Linked DNA regions of Macaca mulatta: region 1 is linked to region 2. A link is a contact called in public Hi-C data. All regions are on one chromosome and are shown on one strand. The core of a region is the stretch at or near the end of the contact, and the rest is flanking DNA. Distances in the headings are between cores, read along the strand shown. Region 1 holds the start of LOC106993594 (chromosome 15 C9orf106 homolog). Region 2 holds the start of LOC106993593.

Region 1 (5,450 bases), core at 1,120-3,619, 180 kb before region 2:
CCTTGGGCTCGACCCATCTCCCTCCCCGGTTCCCACCGTCAAAAGCACCTGCTGCGGGGCTTGGCTCTGTTTGGTTTCTCCAGAGCCTGCCCAGGGAGCTCTGCCTCTCGGAGGTTGTGTGCTCACTTTGCAAAACAGCAGAAATTTATAGCCCAAGTAATTGATCACGGCGCTTCTGCCTCCCTCCATCTCTCTCAGGCTCCTAATTCCCTTCTCCCGCTCTTCTCTTTTTTTCTCAGCGCGCCATCTGTGGTGTCAGAGAAAAGGAAGCCAAAAGTGGGGGGGTGTTTCTAGTCCCAGTTCTGCCAATTACAAGTCACATGAACCTCAGTTTCCCCATCCGCAAAACGGAGAAGCTAATAATACCTGCTCACAAGTGTGCCGGGCCTGTGGATGCCGGGGCCGGGAGCAGCGCCCAGACAGAGTGACTTCTGGCCTCGAGCCACCCTGTGGGGTGCGCGGTGGGGTGGGGGCCCACCTTCCCAGTGGGGACAGTGGGGCCAAGAGGGCTCAAGTCATTCACTCAGGGTCGCAGATCTGGTAAACAGCAGCTCTGGGGCTTGAACCAGGTGAGTTGTGCCTCGACGCCGGAACCATTAGGTGACACTCCCCCCACGCCAGCCCCAGGGTCCATCAGAAAACAGGTGAGCCTCATCAGGCCTCCCAGACCCCTATTTCACTCCATTCTGGAGCTAACTATGGGGCAGAAGCAGAGGCCACTGGGGCAAAGCGAACAATTTGCAAACTAGAGAGCTGCGAGGATGGAAGGAAACTTCACAATCACTCCCATAGCTCTTCAGCGCCGGCCCCCCTGGATCAGACCCCTCCACTGTCTGCGAGACTCACTGGGACCTAAGAGCTTTCCTGGCCCTCAGTCGCTGCCTCTCCCTCCAGAGAAGCTGTAGGACTAGGGGCCTCCCTCCCGCCAGGCCCCTACACCTGCCAGCCTCCAGGAAGGCCCACAGAACCTTCCAGAACAACTCGCAAATGATCCTGAAGAGCACTTCACTCGGCCTTCAGTGGCAGATGAGGCACCAGGCCTGGGAGGGGCGGCCCAGGTTCCCGGCCTGAGCCCTGGGGGGCCTGGGGCTGGAAACTCCCCTCTGAGCCCCACTCCAGGGCGGGGCTGAGGCCGCTCCTGCCCTCTTCTGTTCCTGGGGATGGGGGACGAATGCTTCCAGGGGGGAACGTGCTTGTCTTTTCCCCCTCCGCCCTCAGTCTAGCTTGTCTCTGCCTGTGCACGTCTCTCTGTCTCTCGCTGTCTCTGTGTGTCTTTCTCTCTCAGCCCCCAGCCCGCAGGTACGGGCTTGCTTCCTCCCATGCGTGGCCCCCAAGACCGAGCACAGCCCCTCTGGTGTTTGCATCCAAGGTGCCCGCAGCGCCCCGGCCTCCTCCCTTCCCTGGGGGCTGCTCTGGGCAGGGCGGTCCGCAGCTCGGGGGCGGCGGGCACGTTCTGTTCCCCGCTTTCGGGCGGGGACCGCAGGCTCCAGCCCCGGCGGCTGCCTGCTCCCGCCTGGCTGGCGGAGATGAGAGCCGGCTGCAGGGCTGGAAGCGAGGCAGCAGCGCACAGAACAAACAGAATTTTTTTTTGCAACTAGAGGGGGAAGCACAGAGCTAAAAATAAAACGAAAAGATCAGTATCTGTCAGTCTGACAGCTGATTGGCTGCTCGGAGATGCATATAATTACCAGCAACTGGCGCTGGGTAGGCAAAGCCGGGAGAAACTGCTGAGACGAGGTTAGGATTTAACCTTTAAATTCTGGAGCCATCGGAAACCGAGGGGAGGACGACGGGTGTCGGTGCTAATGAGGCTGGGGGCGGGCGGTGGGCGGTGGGCCTCCGAGTCCGGGGCAGGTCTCGGGGGCTCCCCGGGGAAGGCCCTGCGAGCCCTTGGCCCTGGCGGCCTCCGCCATCAGACTGGGAATGTCTCTGATTGGGTGGCCAGGAGGCGGTGGCCCTCCTCCCCGCCCACCTGAGGGATGTTTTCTTCCGCGAAGCTAGGGTCTTACCTGGGAGGCAGGGAGGGAGGGGGCTGCCTGAGGCCCTGGGCCCCTCCGGGACCGGCGCACCCCGTCTCACCCACATTCCTTCGCCTTTCCCCGCCCGGTGTGGATTTCCAAAACCCATCCTCGCTCCCCTCCTTCCTTCACCCCAAGTCACCCCTGTTCCCAGCTCTGTTTCTTGCCCCACCCAGGGAGGGCTTTTCTGCACCTCAGGCTTGTCCTGGGGCCCCGAGAGAGACAAAAACTGTGGCAGTTGAGGGGTGTTGTGCCCTCCCTAAGCCTCAATTTCTTCATCTGTTAAAGGGAAGTGATGAAAATTGGGTCCACCTGACTGCTGGTCAAATGCCAGGGCTGCTGTGGGCCCAGCCTTATGTTGGCTCTTTCACCTGAGCCAGGAGTCAGGAAATCGGGGTTCTAGTCCAGCTGGGAATTGTCCCAGTGTGAACTGGGAATAAGAGTTCCTGCCCTCTGACCTCTCCAGGTGGCAGTGGGGACCACGTGAGATGGCGTATGTGGCCTTGAGCAATAAACCGCATCTGTTGGGGGAGGTGGGTGAGGACACCTGCAGCCCCTCGAACCCACCACTTTTCTCTTCCAGGCCCTTGCCCAGGCTGTGGCCTCTGCCTGGAACCCCTTTTCTTCCTACGCAAACCCTTCCCTTCAGTGCCTCTTTCCCTGGGAAGCCCTCTCTGTTGCCCAGCCCATCCTCTTCTGCCCACTCTGGGTTTCGCACCCCATGCTCAGGCCGATTGCCTGCTTTGCAGACAGGGCTGTGAGCTCCACAAGGGCAGGAACCACATGGCTGTTCACAGCTGTGTTGCCAGGGCCCGGCCTGGAGCCCCTCAGGAAGTGAGACATCTGAATCCTCTGCTCTGTGGCCACCTTGGCCAGGGCACCCAGGCTTGGAGCAAGCAGCAGCTTCATGGGTGGGGAGCCACGTTTCCCCAGCACATCGACAGGCCCTAAGAGGGCATTCGCTTGGTTCTGCCCTCAGAGCACTGATGCCCAGGGACACTGCCCTTTATGTGTGCCACCTAAGAGAGGATGCAACCTTAGAGGGGGCAGGGATAAGCATGGTCCCAGGCCCTGTTGTCCCCTCCTAAGATAGTTCCCAGTTCTGCCTGGCCAGCCCTGGCCTTTTGCCTGTGCTGTCTGGGACAGTGGGTCGAGCTGCCGCTGAGCGGTGGGACCTAGAAAACCCACACTGACCTATAGGAGGCGCCGCCCAGAACTCCTGACTGAGGTGGGTGCAAAGGAGAGGTGGGTGAGGGGGGCAGAGAGAGATCGTGTTAGTAGCTCACACGTCAATCGTCTAGCTGTGTGCCTGCCTCTCTCATGTATTTCATGGGGATTATTTCCTAGAATTCCCACAAGAGCCCCCTGCAGGCGGTGCGATTGCTATCTGTGATTTGCAGATGAGGAAACTGAGGCACAGAGTAGTTAAGCAACGCACCCAGGACCCCACAGCTAGGGAGGACAGAGGCTGGATCCAGGCCAGTCCCCTGTCTCCTGGGACCAGGCCCAGCGCTCCCACCTCTCTGATAAGGATAAAAAGGAGGGAGTGGGAAGGGAGATATTCCCGAGGCAGCTACCATGAGACCTCCCAGCAGAGAGGCTGGAAAATGTCTTTTGTGTGTGGTACGCAAAGGAATTCCCCTTTGGTGTCTCTTTGAAAGATTTCGGGAAGATTTAAACTGCTTTTCAGTGATTTGGGGATGTCAGACTGGTGTTTTTCTGAGCGTGACACCGTGATGAGACTGGCCCCCAAGGCAGCCCCGTTTTACACAGGTGATGTTAATAGAACTTCTGCAGCTGCAGAAGCAGCTTCCGCCGACTGAGCGCTCACCCCGGGGTCCATGCTAGACTCAGCCTTGACTCGGATGCCCACCCTGAACCCCACCCAAGAAAGGAATTATTTAATCCCTGTGTTATTTCCTTACAACTGTCAGAATCTGCTCATCTCCAAATTCGCTATCTCCCCCTGTTAGGAGTGAGCTTGGTGAGGGCTCCAATCTGGTCTCTCCCATTCATGGCTGAGTCCCTGGCACCCAGCATCAGCCCTGCATGGAGCAGCCAGTCAATAAAGCTTTGCTGGACACATTTCAGATGAAGAGACTGAGGGTCAGAGAGGTCACATGGCTTGCTTGGAAGAAACATCAGATTTGTCTGTCTCAAGAGTCCACTTCTGGCTCCCACCTCACACAGCTGCTTAAGAGACTCCCCAGCCCAAGAGAGCCTCAGAGCCCGAGTCTTTCCTCCCTCTGCCCATTCTCAGGCCTTATACTAAAGCCAGTGAGGCCTCTGAACTGCTGTCTGCCCCCCAACCTTTTCCTTCCTTATCTAGGAATCAGGCAAAAGTTGGCCAGAGTTAGCTCAGTCTCAGGGAAGGCATTCTTCTAGAGTCACTCGGTTTTGCATGACCCGATTCCAATTTTCCATGTTTGTCACTTTGATTCCCACTCTGAGTTTTCTCAGTACATATAACCTTCCCATGTGATGACTGGCCTGGGTATTCATATGTGCATTTGATACCTGTTGCTTATCTCCTGGGGGACCCCTGGTTCAGGGGGGTTTAAGCAGGTGTCCTGGTGAGACTGGGGTTGTCATCAGAGACTCTCAGGGTTGGAGCGTGGCCCTGCCACTGAGTGGCCTTGGGAGTCTCGTTTGACCTCTCTGAACCTTGAATTCCTCACTTGTGAAATGGGGACACGTTGACCTCCTGCATGGCAAGTGTCTTGCTTGATGTCTGGCCAAAAGACCAATACTACCGTCATTCACTGCCAGAGAGGCCCTGCACGTGGATTTTAGAGTTTGCTCTGTTTTGTTTGTCCTAAGCAAATGTCCGACCATGTACAGGCTGATGGATTTTGTAGGTGCAACGTCCCTAACACAATCAACCTGTCTCCTCAAAAGACCATGAGCATGCCCGGATTCAGAGGGCACCGTGTGTGGGGCTGGCGTGGGCACGTGTCTGTAGCTGGGTCTGGCTTCTAGGGTTCCAGGCTCAGGCAGGAGGGTGGGGTCCCAGGAGGTCATCTCTCTCTCCTTAACCTGGACCCTTTGGAAGTTGGTTTCCAAATATCCTGAATTCCTGTTCCTCACTATGTGGCTCAGTACAACGCTTGGCCCGGCAGCAGGAGCCTGGTTGGTGTTAGTCTGCTGGGGAACGGGAAAAAGAAGAGAAACGTGAAGCTTTCCCTTAAAAACAAAAAACAAAAACAAACTCTCACATCTCCCACCAATAACACACCATCTTTATCCCTAAACTTTAAGAAAAGTTGTTGCCAGGCGCGGTGGCTCACGCCTGTAATCCTAGCACTTTGGGAGGCCGAGGCAGGTGGATCACCTGAGGTTGAGGCTTTGAGACCAGCCTGACCAACATGGAGAAACCATGTCTCTACTAAAAATACAAAATTAGCTGGGCGTAGTGGCGCATGCCTGTAATCC
Region 2 (5,961 bases), core at 2,642-5,141:
CCGGGAACTTAGCAAACAAACAGACCCTTGCTTTGTTCTCAGGGCCGTGTGACCCTAGGTGAGCAACTCAACCTCTCTGAACCTGGTTCTCCTTCTCTGCAAAACAGAGACAATGGCCTGGAACCCTCTCCCGCTACAGGGAAGTAGCATTGAAGGGGGAAGAGACAGTGGGAGCGTCCCAGCATTGCCCCAAACTGGACAGGTGACTTTGGACAAGTCTGAATGAGACTGAGTAAGACAAAACTGAGTAACATCAGAGCTTGCTGGCTACTCTCTGCCCCGGGCTAGTGCTAGATGTTTTACATGCACCGTTACCACTGTTACTCACGAAGGGAGATTTTATTATTAACTTTCTTTTCCAGATGAGGTAACTGAGGCTCAGAGAGGTTGATTCACTTTCTCAAGGACACACAGCTAGGAAATGATAGAGTCACGATTCAACCCTCATTTGCTGGCTTAGAGTCTGAATCTCTAAAGAAAAGTAGGCAGGGTGTAGTGGCTCATGCCTGTAATCCCAGCACTTTGGTAGGCTGAGGCTGGAGGCTTACTTGAGCCCAGGAGTTTGAGATCAGCCTGGACAACGTGGCGAAACCTCATCTCTACAAAAATATGAAAATGCTCCACCAGGCCTGGTGGAGCGCACGTGTAGTCCCAGCTACTCAGGAGGCTGAGGTGGGAGGATCACCTGAGTCTAGGGTGGTCAAGGCTGCAGTGAACCATGATTGCGCCCCTGCACTCCATACAGCCTGGGCAACAGAATAAGACTCTGAAAAAAAAAAAATGAAGGAAGGAAGGAGGGAAGGAAGGGCAACTTTAATTTTTTTAAATATAACATTTTAAAGTGCCTACTATGTGCAGGGCATCAAGTTAGGTGGCAACAAAAATAAAGATGCCAGGACCCCAGCCTTTGAGATGCTCATAGCTGAGTGGGGACACAAGATTGGATGAGGCGCTCCTGAGAGTTAGATGTGAAAAGCAGCACCCTAGAGACGCCCATCAGTCCTGAGGGCACCGGAAGAGAGAGAGGTGGGTTTTGGTGTTAAGGAATGGGGAGGGGAGAGATCTGGGGGAGGAGGCACGGAGGCTGGGGGACAGCAAAGGCTGGTCTTGAGAAATCTCAGTGGAAGGCACCAGGCCATTCCCAGAGGTCTGCACAGCAAAGCCAAAGGCATGGTGGCAGGAGAGGAGGCCACGCTCTGAGGAAGGCCCCGCAGCCCAGCGTCAGGGAGGGTAATGGGGAGAGGAAGGAGAATGGTGTTGCCAAACCTGGGCCAGGCTGCGAAGTCTGGAGGAAGCTACCTTGCTTTATGAAAACGGGGAGCCATTGAAGGCCTTTGAGCAGAGGTGGATGTCATCCTATGGAAGTTTTACAAAGACAGCTCTGTAGGCAGAAAAATATCCTGGAAATGTACACGAAACCTGGAATGACAGCGTCAGGATGTATTGCATGAACTTTTACAGTGCTTCCTTTAAAAAAAAAAAAAAGGTTTCGTGTTTGTGTGTGTGTGTGTGTGTGTGTGTGTGTTTGCCATGTACAGGTATGACTATTCTAACAAAAGAAGGGAGGACATTTTCAAAAGACAGAGGGGAGCCAGGAGGCAAAGAGACACAGGCAGCAGAAGGGAGCCAGGAGCTGGCGGGCCAGGCTGCCCCTCTCACTGCGGCTCTGGCTGTTTGGGTGATGGGCCATCTGGCAGGTCTACACGGAGCCCAGCAGGCAGGGCCGTGGGGCCTCTGAGATCCCTCTCTTACCTAGAGCCTGAGCCTTGCCTGACCCATGACAGTTTCAGGCTGTTCCCCCTCCTCCCAGCAGTCTGTCCCTACCAAACTCCTCCCCATGGGTTAGACTGTGGGACACAGACTGATCCTTAAATCCCATTCTGGGCCAAATGGGGACAGTGATTCCAGAGGCCTCCCTATGTCCTTGAGGACAGATCACCCTATGAAAGAGCCCCAGCCACCGTGCTAGGTGCTGTATGGGCAGTGTCTCTTGATCTGAATATAAACCTGAAAAAAAAAAAAGTTATTTTCCCAGTTTTGCAGATCAGGAAATAGAGGCCCTCACAGTGAGGAGGGAGGGGGATTCTCACCCAGGATGGACCCACCCAGGGGTGCGGACCGGACCACTAGGCTGTACTGCCTCAGGCCCTTTAGGAGAAAATCCGTCCTCCCAGTCTCCCCAGGTCTCTTGCCTTTGGCCTGCTCTGGTTCCTGTTATAGAATGGGGGCTGCAGGTGGGCGCGCCTCTGAGCTAGTCCCCCGTCCTTGGGCCGCCTCTCCTAGGCAAACTCCTATTTAACCGGTGAAGGTAAATAAATTATTGCTTCCTCTCCCAAGTCCTCTGGCTGCACCCCTGTCCTCTTCTCTGTGTTCCTGTGGAGCTCCCAAAGGGAGGGGAGAAAAGGCTCAGGGGACATGGCTGGGACACGACTTCCAGCCCAGCCCTGTGTGGGCAGAGACGAGGGAACAGTCCGCCTATTCTCGGCTGGACGTGAGAGGGAGGATGGCCTTGGCTCAACCCAGGGCAAGGCAGGCTGACCAGCCTCTGGGGTTATTTAGATTGGCGGCCAGAGGAGGACAAGTTGCAGGAGAGAGAAGCAAAGATTCAGGCTGCCTAGTGTGGCCACCGCCCCGTCAACCCTAAGATGATCGCAGCCCCTTTCTGGCCACCGAATGTGGGCACCCCAGACCTCTGCGGCAAGGCTGGGTGAGAGCTGTCTTTTGTGCACAGGTGCCCCTAGTCCCCCACCCCTAGTGAGCATTCACACACAGAGGTGAACAGCCCCCTTGTGGGCCTGGAGGCGCCTAGGCCAGGTAGAGATGACCAGAGTGGGAAGCAGAGAATCCCCAGTGCCTAGCACAGTGACTGGCACTGAAGGATTTGTTGGATGAATGAATGAATGATTGCCTGACCTCAGGCCCAGGGAGCAAGGTGTGGTGTGCAGGGTGGCCCCTGGGAGGCTTCAGGGATGGGGAGGGGACGGAGGGGGACTGGGAAAGCCACAAGAAGGCAGCCCTATCCGATGACTCACTTGGGAGGGAAACAGAAGGTGGGCTGTTCTGGGGAAACATCCCCGCTGATGCCCGGGCACCCAGGAGCTTCCAGGTACCCCCAGATCACCCCAGTGAGGACACTCCACAATTCCCCTGGAGGCACCACAGTGGGGCTGTTAAACCCAGGGACTTAGGATTCAGACACTTCTGGGCTCCAGTTCACCCCTCATTGGCTGGACCAGTTGCCTCAGTTTCCCCATCTGCACGGGGCACGGATAGGACCACGTGCTGCACAGGTTTGCTGGGAAGGACACATAAGAGGTGCCCGCTCAGCACATCCTGTCTGCCATTGTTACAAACAACAGCACGGGAGAGCCGGGAGCAGAGCCTGCCAAACGCAGGACCCTGGTCTCCCGCTCCCCTGTGCTGCTGACCTATGGGGTGGCTTTGGACAAGGCACAGCCTCTCTCCAGGCCTTAGTTTCCCCATTTGTACAGTCAGGCCCTGCTAACTTGGACAGGCTTTGGCCCCTCTCCAAGCCCCACAGACACATCAGAGACGTGCACACACGGCCCTGGGACTGCCGACAGTCACACAGGCACGCATAGGCACGTAGGCACAGGCACACAGACGTAGGCACAGACTCACACTCGGCCCCCACCCTGCGCCCTCCCCACTCACACTCGCTCACACTCATGCTCACACACCACCCCGCTCCCCGAAATCTGCTGAGCACCAACGGTTGGTGCGAGCGGGGTTGGGAACGGGAAGAAAAAAGCCCAAGACTCAGCCCAGGAAGAGGGGTGCGGTGGGGGGAGGGCGGGCGAGGGAAATGACAGCCCGCGGTCCCCCTCGAGTCCTGGCTCATGAATATTAATGCGGCGGTAATTAAAATGCAGGCACGCAGCAGGATGGATGCGGCTGCCTCCGGAGCGCGGGGGAGCGCGGCGTCTTTGCAGGCGGGTGGAGCCGGCTCCTCGCCGGCGAAAAGCGGGGCCGGGCTCCGGGGCCTGGGTCCGGGGCGGGCGGGAGGGGGGGACATTTTTCGTGGTTCCGAGCGCCCCGTCCCGGTGTTCCCGCCCCCGCCCCGCGGCCGCCCCTCCGCGCCCTATCCCTGGCCGGGCCGCCCGCCAGGCCGCCGTTTCCCGGAGCCGGCCCCCTCCCGCCCTCGCGGCCGGCTGATGTCATCTGCACACAACTTTCCGCTTCCCGGCCCGTCTCGGGGCCCTGAGTCATCGCCGCCCCCGGCCCCGACGCTGGCCTGCGGCGTCTGTTTGTGCAGAGCGAGGCCCCGCCGGCCGGGCCTGACGTCAGGCTGGCAGGGCCTGGAACGGCCCCGCGCCGCTGCCCCCTGGGGGCAGGACAACACCGCTGGGGGCCGAGGGCAGGGCTCGCCCTCGGAATCCGGCTTCGAAGCCGGCGCCACCTTGTGCCGGCCGCCTGACCTGAGGCAACTCTGTGCTTTCAACTCTCTGAACTTCGGTTTCCTCATCTGCCAGTTGGCAGACGCTCAGCGAATCTTCCTAGACTCACGGGGCGAATTGTACAGTTGGGTAAATCGAGGCCCAGAGATGGGAAAAGGACTGTCCAAGGTCGTACAGCCACCCGGAATTACAGTTCCTTTCTGCCGGGTCACACGCTGCCTTCCACGTGTTACCTAAGAAAGCTTTCCAGCCTGTGCTGAGAAAACCGCCCCACATCATCTGTGGCAGGACTGGGGGGCTGGAGCCCTGGTCAGGCCACTCTGCTTCTGGCCACAGTTTTCTCATCTCTAAAAAGGCGCAGTAACAATATAATGACCGTGTGGAGTCCCCCAGGATACAGGGTCAAAGGAGAGCACAACCATCGCAGTTTCAAGCCCATGGGGCAGGTGAGTCACTATTGTCACTACTGGGGTCACTGTTGAAGCCACTAAGGTCACTGTTGAAGTCAGGTGAGAGGGCCCTCTTGGAGTCAGACCACCTGGGTTCAAATTCTGGCTCCTGCTTCCAGCTCCTTTCCTCTGACCCCCCGTGGGACCCGAACCCGGACCCCTTCCACGGTCACCACCGTCACGGTCCCACCCTTCAAGGTCTCAAACACCCCTCCCCTGTTTCTGGCAGGAGCTGTCCTCACTCCCTCTATGGCCTCTCCAGGCCCAGACTTCACCCTCAGGTCACCCTCACCCCTCGGTGCCCTCCAGCCAGTGGGCCTGGGAAGACGTGTTCATGCTGGAAATGCCTGCCCAGCCCTTGCCCAGTTATACAGAGCAAGTGCTCCAGAAATCTCCTGAGCCCCAGTTTACTGAGGGGAAACTAAGAACCTTCCGGCAACAGCTCTTGAGCTGAGCAGGGATCAGGCTCGGGTCTGGGATCCCAGGCCCTGCAGCCTCCCAGAGGCTTGGTTGAAAGCTCTGGCTCTCACTCCCCCACCTCCACCCAGCACCTGCCCGGTCCAGGCTCACCCCCCACCCCTCCACCTGGTCAGTGGTGGCTTGGCCTCCTCTCAGCCCCTCCATCCCTCTTGGCTGTACACACCCTCAAGCTAATGGAACTCAAACTGGTGGAGGAAGGCCTGCCCTATCCCTCCCAGGCCCTGCCTCTCGCTCCCTGTCCCCAGCCTCACTGGACCACTTTCAAGTCCTCCAGTGCTGCAGGCTCCCTCTTCATGCCTCCAGGCCTTTGCACGTGCTGGTTCCTCTCCCGTTTTCCTGGTTAACTCCTCCACCTCCATCCGAGCTAGGCTCTTCCCCTGGAGAGTGTCCCAGTTAGCACCACCCCACAACACACACACACACCAGCATACACTCTCCACATCACAGGGACCACATCCCACACAGGCACGGACACACTGCATGACACAGATCACAGGCACAAAAGTGCATGCTCTAGCGTGCATGCATGCACGCACAGACACACACTCACACTCCATATGCTGATACACTTATCCCCCCACCACAACATCACACAGACCATTCGACACACTCCT

The links. Hi-C and Micro-C count contacts between places; a contact is called where the count stands out from the background.
Region 1: a contact with region 2 is called in a Hi-C map of liver, with 2.3 times the contacts expected there. The contact joins the promoter of LOC106993594 here to the promoter of LOC106993593 in region 2. A contact is called at or near these places in 2 of 14 Hi-C or Micro-C datasets (blood and liver).

Annotation. Positions count from the first base shown.
Region 1 is chr15:18,312,093-18,317,542 of T2T-MMU8v2.0, reverse strand. It overlaps LOC106993594 (chromosome 15 C9orf106 homolog), which reads left to right and starts at 2,369. Exons shown (of 4, transcript XM_015116646.3): 1 at 2,369-2,748; 2 at 2,750-2,877; 3 at 2,880-3,008; 4 at 3,011-3,299. The coding sequence starts at 2,507. The coding sequence ends at 3,183. It overlaps LOC144335069 (a long non-coding RNA gene), which reads left to right and starts at 1,697. Exons shown (of 5, transcript XR_013405509.1): 1 at 1,697-1,737. It overlaps LOC144335056 (a long non-coding RNA gene), which reads right to left and starts at 553. Exons shown (of 11, transcript XR_013405495.1): 1 at 367-553; 2 at 127-247.
Region 2 is chr15:18,135,469-18,141,429 of T2T-MMU8v2.0, reverse strand. LOC106993593 reads left to right here and starts at 3,891. Exons shown (of 3, transcript XM_077967900.1): 1 at 3,891-4,864. The coding sequence starts at 3,906. The coding sequence ends at 4,655. The region is part of intron 6 of LOC114672715 (a long non-coding RNA gene); the gene reads right to left. LOC106993592 reads left to right here and starts at 5,905. Exons shown (of 2, transcript XM_077967905.1): 1 at 5,905-5,961. The coding sequence starts at 5,905.